Linked DNA regions of Mus musculus: region 2 is linked to region 1. A link is a contact called in public promoter capture Hi-C data. All regions are on one chromosome and are shown on one strand. Each heading gives the region's core, a stretch centred on a gene start, on an enhancer-like site or on the middle of the called end of the contact. The rest is flanking DNA. Distances are from core to core; before and after follow the strand shown. Region 1 holds the start of Mis18bp1 (MIS18 binding protein 1). Region 2 holds the start of Rpl10l (ribosomal protein L10-like).

Evidence for each region. Promoter capture Hi-C pulls out the DNA fragments that hold promoters and counts their contacts.
Region 2: a promoter capture Hi-C map of embryonic stem cells shows a contact between it and region 1, with 6 times the contacts expected there. The contact joins the promoter of Rpl10l here to the promoter of Mis18bp1 in region 1. A contact is called at or near these places in 1 of 39 promoter capture datasets (embryonic stem cells), 1 of 484 Hi-C or Micro-C datasets (embryonic stem cells), 1 of 115 datasets of contacts at active chromatin or transcription factors (embryonic stem cells) and 1 of 9 other capture datasets (embryonic stem cells).

What each region holds. Positions count from the first base shown.
Region 1 is chr12:65,171,154-65,173,931 of GRCm38.p6, reverse strand. Mis18bp1 (MIS18 binding protein 1) reads left to right here and starts at 1,352. Exons shown (of 14, transcript NM_172578.2): 1 at 1,352-1,483.
Region 2 is chr12:66,282,960-66,285,737 of GRCm38.p6, reverse strand. Rpl10l (ribosomal protein L10-like) reads left to right here and starts at 1,337. Exons shown (of 1, transcript NM_001162933.1): 1 at 1,337-2,359. The coding sequence starts at 1,381. The coding sequence ends at 2,025.

The DNA.
Region 1 (2,778 bases), core at 103-2,602:
ACCAGGGCTAAGAGAAAAACCACCTTGACCTTTACTTGATCGCAAGCCCAAGACTAAGGTTAAGAAACAGAGTCCCTCGGTCTCCACCCTCGGGGTCCCCCGCCAAGAATTCCAATATAATATCCCTGCCTCAATCAAGCTCAGGTCCCTGCTTCTTCTAAAGGCAACCACTCTCCTGTGTGAGGTGTGTTGTGTCTCAACCGCTGGAGCAGAACTGCTATGCCAGCTTTGTGGATACCTTCCCTGGCAGCTGAGGAAGAGATATAACACATCTGTAGGGGAAGCAGTTCCTTTCAGAGCCCCAACACATACTACAGGCTGCCCTCCGATTGATTCTCCATCCTCTTGCCTCAACCTCCCAGTCTTAGGATAACAGGCATGTACTATCAAGTGGCAAAACAGACTTCAGGAACCAGTGCCACAAAACGCACTGCAACCGACATTCACTGAGAAAAGAAATTCTACTATGGTCCTTAGATTTTTTTTTTAAAGATTAATTTATTTATTTTATGTATATTGAGTACACTATAGTTGTACAGATATGGTTGTGTACAAGGTTGAGCCTTCATGTGGTTGTTGGGAATTGAATTTTTTTGTTTGTTTTGTTTTGGAGACGGTTTCTCTGTATAGTCCTGGAGCTCACTTTGTAGACCAGGCTGGCCTCGAACTCAGAAATCCGCCTGCCTCTGCCTCTGTGCTGGGATTAAAGGCGTGCGCCACCCTCCGGCCCAAAGATTTATTATAAAGAACACTGTAGCTGTCTTCAGACACACCAGAAGGGGGCATCCGATCCCATTACAGATGGTTGTGAGCCACCATGTGGTTGCTGGGAATTTAACTCAGGACCTCTGGAAGAGCCAGTTCAGTCTACTACTTGGGAGCAACTTTTTTTTTTTTTTTTTCCTGGCCCGAAGAAAATCTAAACAGCAAACTGAAAGAAAAATTCTTTCAAACTCTCTAAAGCAGTTTTTCTCCTCAGAAACGGACTACACTGAGAAAGCGCAGCCTAGAACTAACAAGTGTGGCCCGCAAGGGTCAAATTTAGTAAATCGCGCCTCGGTAAGCGCCGCTGGGCGTCAACCGTCGTGGGGTTTTCTCCCCGCGGAGCATCACGGGAGGAGTGGCGAGGCGCTCCCGGGGGCCCGCCTTGTGGAGAGAAACAAACTCCACGAGCAACCGAGGGGCTTCGGTCGGACGCTTTCCGCTCTCACAGCCTCGGGCCGCTCTGGGCTGTGCTCCTGTTTCCTGGAGTTCCGGAAGACGCGCCGTGTCGCAACCTCTGCGCGGGCCAATCGCAGGCACCGGGGGGCGGGCTCTCGGGATTTGAAATCCAGCGCTATTTGTCCGTGCTGGGGAAGTGGACGAGGAAGGCGAGCGGAGTTTCAGTCTGCGGACACGCGTGGAGCCCTTGCCCGGGCCTCCGTGGGTCTGAGGCGCTGCGAGCCCTGGGTAACCACGGCCTCGAGCTGCTGTCCTCACCAAGGTAGGTCCTCTGCTCGCTCAGCCTCGCGGACCGATCGGCCGGGTCCCCGCCTGACTCTTCTCGGGCGTCTAACTTCTGCTCTGTTCGCTCGTTAACATTGCTGCCCTAGCGCCCGAGATTTGTTCTAAAATCCGAAGTCTCCGTGAGGAGTAGCGTGGGAATGCCCAACTCTTTGTCTCCGGACCCAGCATTCCTAGAGGCAGCCGCTTATGCGTTCTTAGGATTGAATACCATGCTTGTTGCAGGCATCTGTAGATGTTAGAGATTTTGTTTGGAAAACAGGAAGTTCCATGGAACACAGGGCCCCCAATGAAGGAGCTAGAGAAAGTACCCAAGGAGCTGAAGGGGTCTGCAACCCTATAGGTGGAACAATAATATGAACTAACCAGTACCCCAGAGCTCTTGACTCTAGCTGCATATGTAGCAGAAGATGGCCTTGTACAAGGCCACCAATGGGAGGAGAGGCCCTTGGTCTTGCGAAGATTATATGCCTCATTATGAGGGAATGCCAGGGCCAGGAAGCAGGAGTGGGTGGGTTTGGGGGGGGTATTGGGGATAGCATTTGAAATGTAAATGAAGAAAATATCTAATAATAAAAAAGAAAAACAGAAGGTTCCTTCATCCTATCCTTAAAGTATAACACTGTACAGTCAGGCGCATTTGTTGTTGTTTATTTTAGAGATTATAATTTACTTAGATTCTCCTCCCCCCTTCCTCCCTCCAAACCCTCCCTTACAAACCTCCCTACTCTCTTTCAAATTCAGTGGTTCATTTTCACCAATAACAGTTGCAAATATGTACACACACACATATATATTCCTAGCTATAACCTGCTGAATCCGTGTAATGTTGCCAGTATGTATGGTTTGTTGTTGTTGTTTTATGGGTTTCTTAACGTGCTTATGCTCATAAGCATGTGATGTGGGTTTTTTAAAATGTGGCTATCAAGTCTGTTTTGCCATTTAATCCTTCTGCAGTTTTTAATGTTCTTATTGTTTTTGTTGTTGAGTACATCGAATTGAGATTTATAAATGAATTGTCACTAGGAGAAGCAGGAGCTGGTAGGTGGTAAGGTGCTCTACTATTTAAATCTCCTGCAGGATTTGTCTTTTGAATATGCCTGGTTTATCCACACAAGCATTCCTCATGATATCATGCTAGTAGAAAATTTACACATACATTTCACCAAGCGTGTAACAGTGCTTGGGTAGAAGTGCTGCAGCAGGGTTCTACTGGGGAGTCTTCTGGCAATGATGCTTTGGAAGCTGAGGGCTGAACCCACATTTGCTGTGAAA
Region 2 (2,778 bases), core at 88-2,587, 1.1 Mb before region 1:
CAGCCTGGCCTCCCTTTCTCTGTTAACCTTCTGACTCCTTATGAGTATGTGGAAGTTATAGGCATGAGTACAGTAAAGAAAACCGCCATCCTAATTCTCTGTAGGACATATTACTTCGGGCCATGTAACCCAGGGTTGGTTACTTCCTGAATTTTTGAAAAAGGTTATCAGATAAACCATTATGATACCACTCACTATTTTAAAAATTCTATAATTTTGGAAGCACAAGGCAAGATCTGGACAGGTAGAAGTACCTAATATTGCATGAACTCGGATTAGTCATTTTATATTTACCTTACAGATTTCTTGCTTCCCAGGCTTATGATACATTCTGCGGACACAGTACATATCCATGAGTGAAAATATATTAAATAATGTTCATGTTATCATCATTTTTTTCAGTACTATAAAGTATGACCTTCTTGTGTTCTTGCATATATTTTTGAGCGACCAAGTCTATTCATCATACTATAGTCAATGAGAATAATTGTGTAAAATTCTTCAAAGCCTATGCTAAACAGCCTCCTAATTTGTAAAATGGTTGAGCTGTGATATGTGAAGCACCTTAACAATCACTACAGCCTTCCTTTTTAGTTTAAAGGTTCCATGTTCATTGTACTCTGGGGCTTCACATATGCTGGGCCCCATTTTTCTGTTACTACCTAGTACGTATGATTAGTCTTCCCTAACTATTCCTCTGTCCTAATCAGGACGCCATACAGGATTTCAGGGGTTATATTCTCTTCTTCTTTTCCACATTTATCTAAAATGAGACAGACTAGTACCACTTAACTCCTCTAATTCTGTACGCCAAATATGGAGATAGCATGCCGTTTTATCTCCACACTCATGTACATAGTAAGGAGTCCAGAACCACTTGCCCAAAAGAGGAATCAAAAGTTATGGGTCTAGGGTCACTAAGAAATTCACCATGACCATAAATCTTTTTTTTCCCCCACTTTGGCTTTTTGAGACAGGGTTTCTCTGTGCAGCCCTGGTTGTCCTGGAACTCACCCTGTAGACCAGGTTGGCCTCGAACTCAGAAATTCGCCTGCCTCTGCCTCCCAAGGGCTGGGATTAAAGGTGTGCGCCACCACCGCCCAGCTGTAAACTTTTGTTTTTAAGCCTACTACAAAGCTTAAGGTCAAAGTTCCAAATTCGGTGGGCAGTGGTGGGCTTTCTTCGGCCTGAAAGAAACCTTTCAGTATTTACCACTGAGGCCTGCGCAGGCGTAGAGTGACCCGGAGATTGAGTGGAAAGGTCTATCTTCAAGTCTTCCTCAGTCTCTATGATTCCCGCAAGGCTTGATGGGTAACAGAAATTTGGCCTCCATTTTGCGGCTGGCGGTGGGCACGCACGGCTGAGGTTCCTGCTGTCGCCATGGGTCGTCGTCCGGCTCGCTGTTACCGGTACTGTAAGAACAAGCCGTACCCAAAGTCCCGTTTCTGCCGAGGCGTCCCCGATGCGAAGATCCGCATCTTTGACCTGGGTCGGAAGAAGGCGAAGGTGGATGAGTTTCCACTCTGCGGCCACATGGTGTCGGACGAGTATGAGCAGCTCTCCTCGGAAGCCCTGGAGGCCGCACGCATCTGCGCCAACAAGTACATGGTGAAGAGCTGTGGCAAGGACGGCTTCCACATCCGCGTGCGGCTGCACCCCTTCCATGTCATCCGCATCAACAAGATGCTGTCGTGCGCAGGTGCCGACAGGCTCCAGACCGGCATGCGAGGCGCCTTCGGGAAACCACAAGGTACGGTGGCGAGAGTCCACATCGGCCAGGTCATCATGTCCATCCGCACCAAGCTGCAGAACAAGGAGCACGTGATCGAGGCCCTACGCCGAGCCAAATTCAAGTTCCCCGGCCGCCAGAAGATCCACATCTCCAAGAAGTGGGGCTTTACCAAGTTCAACGCAGATGAATTTGAAGACAAGGTGGCGGCCAAGCGCCTCATCCCTGATGGCTGTGGAGTCAAATACATCCCTGAACGAGGTCCTCTGGACAAGTGGCGAGCCCTGCATTCCTGAGGACTTTGCTGGCAGAAAAGAAGTACAGATGAGGTTATAGTTTGAAAAACGTTAATTCCGTTTATTGACTTTAGAATGTTACTTTGCATAGTATAGACCATTACAATGGAAAGTACCTGCCTTAAGAAACAAGAAAACTGCAGTTTATAGAGAAAGAATTTTCAATTTTGACCCATGTACTTAAAATTTTTGGTGTATACTGCAGTGTAGCAAATGTTTTGTGGTGACGGTATAAATGGTACTGTTTGTTATCTTGGATTAAGAGTGGCTAGAGAAGTTGGAAGACGTGTGAGAAGTTCTTTATAGAGAATTAAACATGAAAATTACATCTCAACTGTAGCTTTGGTTGTTTTGCTTTAAACTTGTCAATACTATTTTTAAAATTACCCATAGCCTCAGGTTATCAATCTTAGAACAGTTGGGTGTACTGAAAAAGGATTTTCTAGACAAACCTTACATTGTCCTACACTCAGGAGACAGTGATCCAATCTTTTTTTCATCACAGAAAGGTTATAGGTGACAACCGAGTTTATATTGCTTGTATTTGGATCCCAGTGGAATCAACAAAGAAGAGAAAATGACACTAAATCAGCCATCTGTTCTGCGGGGGCCTTGGAGAGTGTAATCTGTTGCTTTTGCCCTGTACAATTACATTGATGAAGCAGGTACTTTCTATCTTATTTTAGAAATGATATAACCTAAAACTGCTGGGTTGTACTGTTTAGTTTTGTTGTTACCTTACCTGCTTTTTAA